Regions from separate parts of the Hordeum vulgare genome. Here region 2 is linked to region 1. A link is a contact called in public Hi-C data. All regions are on one chromosome and are shown on one strand. Each heading gives the region's core, a stretch centred on a gene start, on an enhancer-like site or on the middle of the called end of the contact. The rest is flanking DNA. Distances are from core to core; before and after follow the strand shown. Region 1 holds the start of LOC123444534 (pseudouridylate synthase 7 homolog). Region 2 holds the start of LOC123444538 (protein REPRESSOR OF SILENCING 3-like).

Evidence for each region. A called contact is a pair of places that touch in the nucleus more often than the background predicts.
Region 2: a Hi-C map of leaf shows a contact between it and region 1, with 3 times the contacts expected there. The contact joins the promoter of LOC123444538 here to the promoter of LOC123444534 in region 1. A contact is called at or near these places in 5 of 6 Hi-C or Micro-C datasets (leaf, seedling and an unstated tissue) and 1 of 1 datasets of contacts at active chromatin or transcription factors (embryo).

What each region holds. Positions count from the first base shown.
Region 1 is chr3H:506,344,318-506,350,393 of MorexV3_pseudomolecules_assembly, forward strand. LOC123444534 (pseudouridylate synthase 7 homolog) reads right to left here and starts at 2,864. Exons shown (of 19, transcript XM_045121280.1): 1 at 2,483-2,864; 2 at 2,200-2,379; 3 at 1,867-2,114; 4 at 1,689-1,761; 5 at 1,533-1,589; 6 at 1,184-1,263; 7 at 1,039-1,101; 8 at 690-777; 9 at 493-595; 10 at 304-407. The coding sequence starts at 2,764.
Region 2 is chr3H:506,529,140-506,535,215 of MorexV3_pseudomolecules_assembly, forward strand. It overlaps LOC123444538 (protein REPRESSOR OF SILENCING 3-like), which reads left to right and starts at 3,146. Exons shown (of 3, transcript XM_045121290.1): 1 at 3,146-3,278; 2 at 3,472-3,705; 3 at 4,197-6,045. The coding sequence starts at 3,180. The coding sequence ends at 4,730. It overlaps LOC123444536 (dymeclin), which reads left to right. Exons shown (of 18, transcript XM_045121286.1): 17 at 18-72; 18 at 414-867. The coding sequence ends at 443.

The DNA of each region.
Region 1 (6,076 bases), core at 1,614-4,113:
CAACATCTACTAAAATCAAGTCAATGTCAAATTCTGGGCACCAGATAGACTAATATATAAGCTTGCATTATCATTCTGTGACATCATCTTGTTTTCTGTTGGTCCATAGCATCACAAGTCCTCATATCACAGATTCAACATTTTCTAGATACATCGATCTCACTTGCTACGGATAAATAGACTTTATAAGCACCAAAAATCAGCCAGAACATTACAACGATAACCAGCAAATGTGATAGGACAATAAAAGCGCTCAGATGTAACGACATATAATCCAAGAAAAGGAAGACGGAATACACTTACGATGGCCCTCTCTGCTATGAGACGCCGAGGAAAATTCCTAATAGCCACATCAATATCACCATGTTCCTTATAATGTTCCCTTACCCCATTCATGTCATCATACTGTACGCAGCTAAGTTAAGCTGAACAACTTCGAGCACTACATCTTAAAGTTTCTAGTTGTAAAACAGCAAAAATAATCAAGGATATCTCCTTCCCTTGGATCAAGAATCAAGCTAACAGCACTTCTCCACTCTCCTCTCAGCAAAGCAGCACCAACGAGATGAGTTGGTACTGAAGCACTACCAAAACGCTAGAAACAGAATACAAATAATTTTACGTCAGAGAATAGTGGCAAGAAAGCTTGAAGCATAGATAAAAGAAATAAGACGGTATGTTTCTTGTACCTGTAGACCATAGTAATTGATAAATCCACTTTTTATCAATCCATCGACAGCTGCCTTAATCACGTCTTCTGATTCTGCGATAACACTCCTGACAGATAACAGCAATGGAAAGCATGAATTCTCCAATCACTCTGTAGTTGAAAATAAAAACAATAAGGCCATGACAGGAATCTAAGATAATAGTAAATTGTAACCATCGTGAATTTTAGCATAAAATTGTGACACGGCATAGCCACCATACTTATGTTACAGCGTGTGTCACAGACTGTGTGCACCATTTGTATTGCAGAAGGTCAAACAAATTCATTATAGCATTGATGTATAGTGCCATCACAAAGAAAACATGCACCTTAAGGTAATTGTAAATCGGTTTCCCATGAGTTGACCAAGAACAAGGCCCTCCTTCACATAACTAGAAAAAGGTAATCAGCTACTGAATTATCAATGACATAAATCAATGTTGTACACAGGAGATGATACACATAACCACTTACTTAAAATCTCCAACTTTAATGCCAGTGAGTTTATTATTTAGAGCAGCCAACCTACTAGCATGTACCTTGAAAAGTGTTACCTGATGAGAAGGAAGAGAATAAAAATTCATAAACCCAAGGAAAACTAAAATATTTGTCTTTTGAAACTATATCATCCAATTTTCCTTGTGGCTGCAATAGTCAAAAGTATCGTCTTTTTTTCGGAGAAAAATATTATACTTCCCATTTTGACACCATGCTTTTTATATTGAATCACAAATCATATTGCCCAAATAAATAAATGAAAATAAATTCAAAAGGTTGATACGTGCATGAATTGACAGCATAAATTACTGTGGAAAATAAGGACCTGTTGGGTTGTAATGGCACGTTTATCCTTTGTCCCTGCAATCCTAAAAGATCGTGGCTGTGGATAATACAAGTAATTTGAGAATATGTGAATACATTCAGCAACTCAAAAAAAGAAGTTGCAAATATTTTAATGAAAACAATGGCAAACAGGCACCTGAAGCCCTAACATTTTTCCTATAACTCTTAGTGCCTCCTGGGTGTCCTTGTTCTCTTTGTAGAGATGAAACCTGTAGAATGAATTACAACCTAAATGTGCAGTCCTATGCATCCTTATGCATGAATACTAAAATATCATAGATTAAAAATGATGGGATGATATGTAATGCCATCACCTGAGAAACTTCCCAAGATGGTAAGGCCAGGTTATAGATCCTCTACTATCAAATGGCATGTCATCTCTCCAGCCTGAAGGTTCAGAACTTCCTATGCCCGTCCTATTGCTCGCTTTCTCACCAACATTCCTCCGGCCACGTGGCCCTGACCTCAACCGCACCCTAATACACCTCTGGACCCCATCGCTGTGCTCAACGGTGTCCGTCACCAAGAAGATGAAGTTCCTCTTGAAGAAGTCATGCACCTCCTAGAAAATGTCGAATACTTGACAAGTTCAAATCCAAGTTTCCACCATAACCAGTTAACCACAATATCGGGAAAATCAAACCCACCAAGCGATGAGCCTTATCAGCGTCAGGGGAGAGAATGATCGGTGAGACATTACTATCACCCTCTGAAACCCTCGACAGAAATCCCCTCAACGCCTCAGCATCAGCGTCACCGCAGAGCAGCCGGAATGAATCCAGTGCATGCGGGAGGTCCGCGTTGGCCTCGTCATCCGTATCTGCACGCTGCGAATCCGCACCAAGCCGAAACCATGGCATCAGACCACGGTTCCTGAATCCGGAAAACCGCAATGCGGGGTGGAAGCAACAGGGAGCTCGAGAGGCAAACCTCGTCGGGGAGGTCGAAGGAGGTGAGGCGGACGAGGGTGCCGTCGCGGGCGACCTCGTGGACGACGAAGTCGGAGTAGCGCTGCTTGAGGACGCCGCGGAAGCCGGGGAGTGAGGAGGCGAACCGGGAGATGCCGACGTCGGGCTCGGCGAGGGCGGCGCGGCGCTGGGCCTGGGCGGGCGGCTGGGCCACGGCGCGGGCGCGGCTGGCAAGGGGGCGGGAAGGGGGTTTTGCGAAGGAGAGGGGAGAGAGGAGGGGGTTTAGGAAGTGGCGGCAGCGCATTCGGGCGCGCGGTGGGAAGATGGCCGGCGGAGGGGCGGTGGGGAGGTGATTCGGCCAGCCGCGCGCTCCGTCTCCGTTTCTGTAGGCTGGGGGATGCGGGAGCTGGAAACTGGAGGCTGAGCGATTGTCGAAGGCGCTTGAGGCGCCGGAATTGGTTGCTGGCGCTCGCGCGCACGGTAGGCGGCCCGCGGCCCAATAGCGCTTTCCTGGTCGCTCTCACACCGGTTAAAAAGAACAACAACTACCTAAAAAAAACTGAGTATCCCTCCGTTCTTAAATATAAACCTTTTTAGATATTTCACTTAACCGAACACATACGAAGCAAGATGAATGAATCTATATTTTAAAATATGTATATATACCCATAATAAAACTTTTAAAAAGACTTATATTTAGGAACGAATGGAGTACTTACCAAGCAAAAAAATTCAATTTTTTACATTAAAGTGTAAATTGGAAATATAAATGGATACTATAATTTTTCATGTTTTAAAAAAAGTATATAAATTTAAAAATGTTTACAGATTTTACAAATGTTCACTAAATTTAAAAAATGTAATGGATTTGGAAAATGTTTGTTTATTCAAAGAAATGTTCACAAATTGACATAAATCGTGATTTTGTAAATATATTCACAAATTTTAAAGAACACATAATTTTACAAATGCTCACAAATTTGTAAATATGATCATCAATTCAAAAAAATCTAAAATTCATGGAGGACCATGTGTGTGCTCTTGACGAGGTCCTCAACATAGTGGCAGTCCATGAGATCGGTCCTGGTGGAAAGATGCATCGGGCACCACGTGCCAGCGCCCCCCCCCCCCCCCCTCGCAAGTGAGGGTTGCCCCCTTACGGTCGAGAACGTCACAGAGGTCATGGACATGGGCGGGGGCGGTGTTAGAGGGGGAGGGCCCTACTCGATGCCCACTCGTTTTGCGGGACTCGAGGCTCCCCTTCTGCGGTGGTGACGGCATCTGTCGTGGTTTTGTCACGGCATATGTCCTCGTGAAAGGACTTAATACTGGAGCCATCGCACCTTGGTGGCGACTCAAAGGAGTTAAGCGGGAGAGACACGACGATTTACCCAGGTTCGGCCCCTCGTGAGGAGGTAAAAGCCTACGTCCTGCTTTGGTGTGTATTGATATGGTTTCGATTACAAGGAGGGCGTAACTCGCCGAACCTAGCACTCGATGATTTCTAACCTCCCCCTTCCGTCCCCTGGGACTCGCCTTTATATACAGGTCGAACCCCTAGGGTTTACAAGGATACTTTCCTTCCTACAACCCGTGACCCCTGTGGTCTCTAAGTCGCCATCTTCCGAAGCTTGGAGACCTTCCAGGAGATATAAACCGTCATACGACCTTGATTCGGCCAAGACGAGGCCCAACTAAATGTTTGGGTGAATCGCCTAATGGATAACCCGGCCCAACTAGGGCGGGTCATCCACAGGTAATATCCCCAACATTAGGCCCCAAATTGACTTGAACTTTTCTTTTTCATGCCAATACCTCTGCTCCATTGAAGGCGATTCATCCCTCATTTTTCTTCATATGTCAGAAATTGTACACCCGCCATTGGGCACTGAGAATTCTTTAAGTCGCCAAACCATTACTGATTAGCCTCTTCTTATTCCTCGATTTTCGGGAAGACGGTCACAATCCCAACGGATCTTAGCGCATTGTTATCCCGAAATCTTCGGCCCGCATTTATAGCGAATCTTTTTATCCCCCGGCGGTTCCCGCTCACGGCGCCTCGATTCCAGCACCCGCTTTGATAAATAGACCAGGGGGGACAGAACTGGTGCTTCCCACCTACCAGTCTCGTCAACCTCCTCCCCATCTTAGCAGTGAGAAAATCTCATCGCCCCCGAGGAATCCGCCGCCGACCGTGCTTTCGGCCTTCACGCGAGGAGCTTCGGTGCCGCCTGTAGGCCTTCGCCGTCGTCCAGTCTCGCGCCGCAACCGACCCGTCCGCCGTCGTCGTCGTCCACTGCATCACCGTCGACCATCTCGCCATTCACCACGAACTCTGCCGCCGCCGAAAACCTCTTCGCTCGACGGGACTCCCGTGCTTCTTCAACAAACTCCATCATCGTCGGCTTCTTTCACCCGAAAGCATCAGGTTAGGCCTCCGCCCATTTTTAGGAATAGATTCAATCTCTGCTTGAAGCTCCAGCCACTGCCATGTTCTTGATGTTCCTTGCATACAGGCGCCGCCTACCCTGAACCGATTAGCATGAATGTCGATAGGATAGCTAATGCTTTGAATACCTTTACTTATCCGCCTTTACTTGTGAATCTTTTTAAAATAATGTTTTCACCAAGCGAAGGGCGTCATCTGATAATAAATTACTGCGTCCAGTCATTTTTCTTAGGTTTTCTCATCTGCCTAGTAGATCCATTCATTACCTAGTGTTTGCAAAAAGCTGTTTATAGTCTTCATACTCTGATACTTCAAACAAACACCTTTACCATCTTTAGAACGTAGCCCTTGTGAATAGCCACACTCCGTAAGTCGCCATAGTAACCCAACTCGGCCCTTTGATCTGGCGGGTCAAACCCTTCCCTTAGTCAAAGTACTCGGCGAGTTAAATGAACTGATTTCATCTCATACAGTAGATGTTCGAGGCATGTAATTTCATACTTTACTTATTTGTAGCATGGGCGCCGTCTTCAAAAGTGACTGGCTTCCTACCAAGGTCGATGACACCATATTAGCTGATTATGTGAAAACGGGCAGCTTGGATCCTCAGAATGTTATTGGCTGGCGCACCGGGTTCGGAGAAGATCTCCCTAACCCCAAAGAAGGGGAAATAGTCGTTTTTGTTGAACATCTGGAGCGAGGTTTTAAGCCGCCCGGATCAAAGTTTCTTAGGGACTCCATGACTTTCATGAACGTCCGCCTCCAGGATTTGGGACCCAATTCCATAAGTAACTTGTGCCAATTCCAAGTTTTCTGTGAGGCTTATCTGCGGATTGAGCCCTCTATTCCTTTATTCTGGCATTTTTTCCATCTGAATCGCCAAACGGAATTCCACAACGGCCCCAGCTTGGAACTTGGCGGCGTCAATGTCCAACGCTGCAGGGATAGCTCGTTTCCCTCACTCGCCATGCCTAGCCATCCCAAAGGTTGGGGTGAGTCTTGGTTCTACTGTCAAGAAACTTCTCCTGCAGGCGAAAACAAGCTTCTGGGCTACAGGCCAACTCGCCTTCCGACCAACTTCAAGCTCCCAGACAAGCTCACCGAGGAAGAAGAAACGGAATTCATCCCGATACTGTCTGAATTAAGATCCTTGACGAACAACGGCCT
Region 2 (6,076 bases), core at 1,896-4,395, 190 kb after region 1:
TGTCCTGCATTTGCCAGGTTCTCTTTCAATCCTGGTGCCATAAATTTGTTCCCAGTGGAGATTCATGTTGATGTAAGTTGCTCTCTTTTGCTTGAAAATCAATCAGGTTTTATACTTGGGTTAATTTTTTTATTTCAGCGGTGCCCTGAACATGCAAATAATAAATACTACTCCCTCCGTCCCGTAATATAAGAGTGTTTTTGACACTACACTAGTGTCAAAAACGCTCTTATATCATGGGACGGAGGGAGTAGAAATTACATGATCCCAAGGATGTTGAAAATCCCTTTTTTATCTTCCCAAGAATAATTTATCCTTGGGAATTCTCAATACAGGCACTGCTTCAGTTCTACTATTTTGTTTAATGTTTTTGTAATAACATTTTTTCTGTCTGCTGAAATGGATCACTCCAGGATTCACCATCCAGCGAACAAAAGGTTTAGGGATGATCTGGAGCCTTTGGGTTCTGACAACACACAGAAATGTTGGACTTGCATCCCGACAACGAGACTGTTGTATATAGGCGGCATATACCAGATAATCAAAGTGTATTTTCATTCATTTTGTGTTAATATTCCCATAATGTAATACCAGAGGTGGTGGACGTGAGGAATTGCAGGGGATTGTATCTGGTTCCTGAAAGTAGGTAGTGCGTAGGGCACCATACACAATTCGTTTATAAGTTATATCGTTGTATTTTTAGAGCAAGTACAATAGCAAGCTTATAGCCCGTTTCATGATAATTTCGCCTATTTGGAGGAGACATGAAAAATTGAGAATAGTGGGCTTTCATGTAAGAGCCTAAATATATGTGTGCTCCTAGGCAGATACAATAAATATGAAGAAAGGGATACAGTGGTGGAAAAAGTACTACTGTTATAGTCAACCTTATTGTATGGATGATTATAAATGACCACTATTAACCATGCTTCATTCATTTTATCTTCCTCCGTTTGCTAGATTCAGTGAACGTATTCCCGATCTTTTTTTTAGGGGTGTATTACCGATCAGTTTGGTTTGCATTTTGCGGACAGCACCAAAATCTCTACTTGGAAGTTGGCTGAAATTCAGGCAACGGCTCACGCGTAGAGAAGATCTCTACCCTCTGGCCGACGGTTCCATCTGTTAGCCGTTGCGCCGGCCCGGCCCAACGGGGACCAAATCTTGTCCCCTTCCCCCCACCCTTCTTCTCACAGGCTTACCTTCCCTCCACTCCGTTCAAACAAACAAAATATCCTCTCCTTCCTGTGTGATATGTGGCGCAGAGGACTCTTGGTTTCACTCCCTTCTTAGCTGTACAATGACGCGGTGTGTCTGGACGCTTCATGATCAGGAACTAGTCGAACATATGCTAGCTACAGCTGAACCAGACGCACGGTCATGTCTCTTCAGTATGATATCGTCGGTTTCAGCGAAGAAGCTGGTCAAGATAACGATCACGCTATGGGCTTCTGGTTTGCGAGACGGAGATTGATCCATGAAGGAGAACACCAAAGCCCTTTGGCAACCCACTCCTTTGTCAACAAATTCATAGCTGAATTGAAAGTGACCAAGGCAGAAGGATCAATATCACATGTAAGACCGGTGCAATCTACCTCCAGAAGATGGATTCCGCCGCCTGCGGGATGGACCAAGATGAATGTCGATGGCGTAGTCTGCAACCCCCCCCCCCCCCATAGGCGTTGTTAGCGCGGTATGCCGGGATGATCAAGTCCTCTACCTGGGTTCATCACTTGTTGTTTTCCATGGACTAACTGACCCTCATATCCTGGAAACATTAGCATGTCGTGAAGCACAGTCTTTGGGAAGGGATCTACTCCTGCAGAAGGTAGCAGTAGCGTCTGATTGCCTAGTTGCGGTAAAAGAGATTAACTCAGGATCTTGTGGTGTTACTGTCCCAATCATCAAGGAAATCAAGGACGGAAACAATGATTTTCTAGCCATATCCTTTGCTCATGAAAATAGATTATCCAATATGAAAGCTCATCACTTAGCCAAACATGCTTTGCATCTGGGGGAGGGACGTCATGTGTGGCTCGTCCAACCCTTTGATACTACTTTTATCCCTGTAACTCGTATTAGTGATCAATAAAGCAAGTGTTTTACCCCTAAAAAAAATAAAAACTTCTCCACCACTCCATAGGTCCGCGTGGAGCTGCTGCTGCTGCTGCACAGCGCTTCTGCGCCTCTGTCTGACATTTGCCCTGCTTTTGCCGTGACGCGTTCCAGGTCCAGTCTCCAGGTTGTGAGTTGTAACGATGGTCTCAAGCTTCACCCGAGAGAGTCGAGAGTCTAATGTCCTTCTCATGCTGCCCCCAACTGTGTTAAGTAATGGGCCACTTCTAATTCCAGGTTATTATTGCCTTGCTTGACAGTTTATGCAGGTGTTTGGCCTACAGGCCTTGTCTTAAAATTGTCATTGATCCAATTGTTGTTTAGGTACCCGGTGCCTCAAGCAAAAAATGGGCACGGAGAGAAATGATCGCTGTTTTTTTCTTTATCTGTACTCATCTTTTTCTTTCAGGTACCAATACCTGTTCGCGAGCAATAGTGAACTCGCTAAGTTCCATCCTTTTCTCCCCTAATAATAATAAAGCGTGGAGCGCTTCTGTCGTCCGTTGTCGGCACTTTTGCATAAAAGCCCCTCCTCTTCTGGGTATTCAGCCCGTGGTCCTTCTGTAATTGGGAGAAAACGATTCGTTCTTAAAAAAAAACCTCCCTGAGCAGCGTCACTCGGACGCATCTCGTCGGCTGCGCGGCACAGTCCGCCCCTCCTCCTACCCCCTACCCGGCTCCCCACTTCTCCTCCTCCCCTCGTCGCACGGATCCGTCGGCGGAGGGGTCACTGGCGCGCCGGCGGCTCGACTTCGAGGGGGATCTACTTTGAGCGGGGTCAACGGCCCGGGAGTCGCGCCGGACGACGCGTCACGGCGGGCGTGAGCGAGGCGAGGGACAGCGACGCCTCAGATCCACAATCCAAAATCCTCCATATCACTCCAGATCGTGGCGGGTTAGCGAGCGTGCAGCAGGTGGCTCTCTCGCTCAATCCGATCGAGCGCGTCTGCACAGGGTGGCCACGACGCATGGGCTGGATGCGGGGAACGACGGTAGTATCCGGATCCAGGTGAGTGGTGGTGGGACCGGCGTCTGGGTTCTTCGGAAGGGTTGGGGACGGGTGGATGGGATGGGATCCATTCTTCCGTTTCTCGCGCAGCAGCTTCGCCTACGTCGACTTCCAATGCCCCTCCCACAAGGCCCTGGCCAAACTCTTCTCCACCGTAAGCATCCGCCACCCCATCCAACCAACCATCTTTGTTAATAGTAGCAGATTGGGGCTTGTTGATTCTATCCGTTCGTCCAAATTAGCGCCTTTAGTGGAGATGAACGAGATTTTGGCCCTCCAATAGCTGTTTGCTGTCTTGTTTTGCGGCTGCACAGAGGATTTCTGATACGATGTTGATCTGCGTGTAGTACAAAGGGTGCAAATGGAAAGGAGGGAAGCTTAAACTTGAGAAGGCCAAGGAGCACTACCTCGTCCGACTGAAGCGAGAATGGGAGCAGGAAGCCGCGACGGCGGCGACAGCTGCTCAAGAAATGCCTGCGAAAGATGATATGGACAAGCAGGAGGAGAAGGAGAAGCGGAAGCTGGAGAAGCATGCTCTGGAAACTTCAAAGGTTAACATCTACTTCCCGAGATTGAGGAAGGTGAGTTGTCTCTCTGTGTTGCATACTTCTTTGGTTTGACTATTTTAGTGAATCTTTCAAATCGTGCATTCTGTAGTTTCTTTAATTCGTGCAAGACTACAAATAGTTATGACTATGCAAGTAGCAGTATGCCATTCCTCATGATGATTAATAGCATGATCATGACACCGTACTTGCTTTTTTCATAAGGCTGGCCTGATGCCTGAATCATGTTCATTTTAACGGAATATGAGCCAAACTAAGCTGGTGTAATTGCTAAGATCAGGTTTTGAATAAGAAATAGCAATTCAATATGAAGTCATCTTTAGATATTAGGTAAACATCTTGTTTTGTAACTGTGGTTATGACAAAAGAGACAAGGGTAAGAGAGTAGTGTATCATGCCGTACATTGATCAAAATAGCAGTTGTGCATTTCCTACCGAAATGATTATCTAATATGTCAATTATTACATTGACATGTGTTCTCCTAACCAAGGATCTGTTTTTACAGCCGAAACCTTTGCCCTTTAAAGGCAGTGGAAAGCACAAATACAGTTTCAGAAATATTGAAATCCCTTCCTACCCAATTCATTTCTGCGATTGTGAGGAGCACTGTGGACCTCCTGAGAAAGCCAATGAAGAATATGCTGCTGTTCTTAATCGTGTTGCGTTTCAGAAGGAGCGCAACATCATGAATTATGTGATGAGTAAGCTCTTTGAGAAGGACACTGAGCAAATCAATTCGTCGGAAGTGCAGAAAGGAGATGCTGAGACAGACCCCTCTGATGCTGAGGCAAAACCCTGTGATACCGAGACAGAACCCTCTGATTTCGACAATGATTTGCGAATGGAAGAAACAACAGAAAGTCCTGAAGAAGATTTGGATGATCTCCAAATGGAAGAAACAGATGATCCTTCTGAAGAAGAATTGGATGATGACGTTGTGATCAATATTGCTCCTCGTAAGGCCAATAACTCAGTTGTCCAGTTAAACAGGGCAAACCAAGCAATGAATAAGGTATGCGTATTGCAGTTACTTGCCTGAATAATTTTCCTGTGATGCACTCATAGTGTTCTTTTTTCAGCTGTTGGTCGGAAGCCACTTCTCATAAAAGATACAGAAAGTAGTTTATAAAGGCACTCCACAATTTTCTGAATCATGCATGGCAATATCACGTCTTTGTATGTCTATGTACCAATTCACTGATTGCAACGATCTTTCCTACAAAAATAAGGCCATTTTAAAGCATTGTATTTCATTTTACAGATTGCATAGCTTCTTCATGATGATTTTAACATCTGTAATTTTATTCACATTCCACAGATGCAGAATAATCATTAGGCTTTTCATCCCGGGGGAATCAGGGAAGTGCTCCCTATGACGCTGCAAGTTGTTATCATTTCATTTACCTCTTTTGGAGAAAAAAAAACAAGAGGCACCTTGACTAGGCTTCAAGGATTCCTACGATAGTGTAGTAATGAATCGTATGTATATTCCCTTGTGACATGCACAAATATTTGACTAGCATGTAACTATTTGTACAACCCCTTGATGTGTGTGAAAAATGCGGTAGAATCTGTCACAATGAGTTGATGGCTTGATTTCATCTCTTACAGAAGACAAAAGAAACATCCTGACTGTTTGAATGTTATATGCATTCTCTTAGGTACGGGTTGCTCGGCCGCCCTGAGGAGGAATGAGGAGACATGCCAGCAGACACGAGGACGTACAAGCAGCGGCCAACGACAACTTCGGGTGGCGCCGCCCTGGGTTCATCTTCGACGACGTAATGAAGGGGTTGCGGCCAGGCAGTAGGTACTTCTAGAAGGTAGTGATATGATGAACTCTGGGTACTCAAACTAATTTTGTGCTAACATTGTGATATGAGAGTTTGATTTTCTGATAAACAGAGATATGATTTCAATTCGAACACAGTTTTACATTTGTGCTTTTAAAAAACTGATGAAACTGTAAGATGGTTTTACTATTGTACTGAGCAAAAATTGTTATTTTACCGAAATAGACTTTTTACATGGAAAATGATTTGTTTAAATAGACATGTGATCAGAATATGCTTTGTTTATGTATATTCTGCAACTCTGCATTTAGATTTAGGGTTACTTGGTTAATATTTTTGAAAGAAAAATGTCACTCTAAGAGTATATTATCCAGAACTTCATATGAGCGTGTTGTCGTGTAGGCGGGAAGGCATGAATTCAACGGCGAAAACTTCTATCAGGATGGGGTCCCTCTAGGCGGGAAGGCATGGACCCAACAACAAGGACATCGATTATGATGGATTCAACCAGACTGCTCGATTACTGAATGACATAATATGGTTATGATGTGGGTTCATGGAGGTACTCTAGCCCCAAAACTATGACTCATCC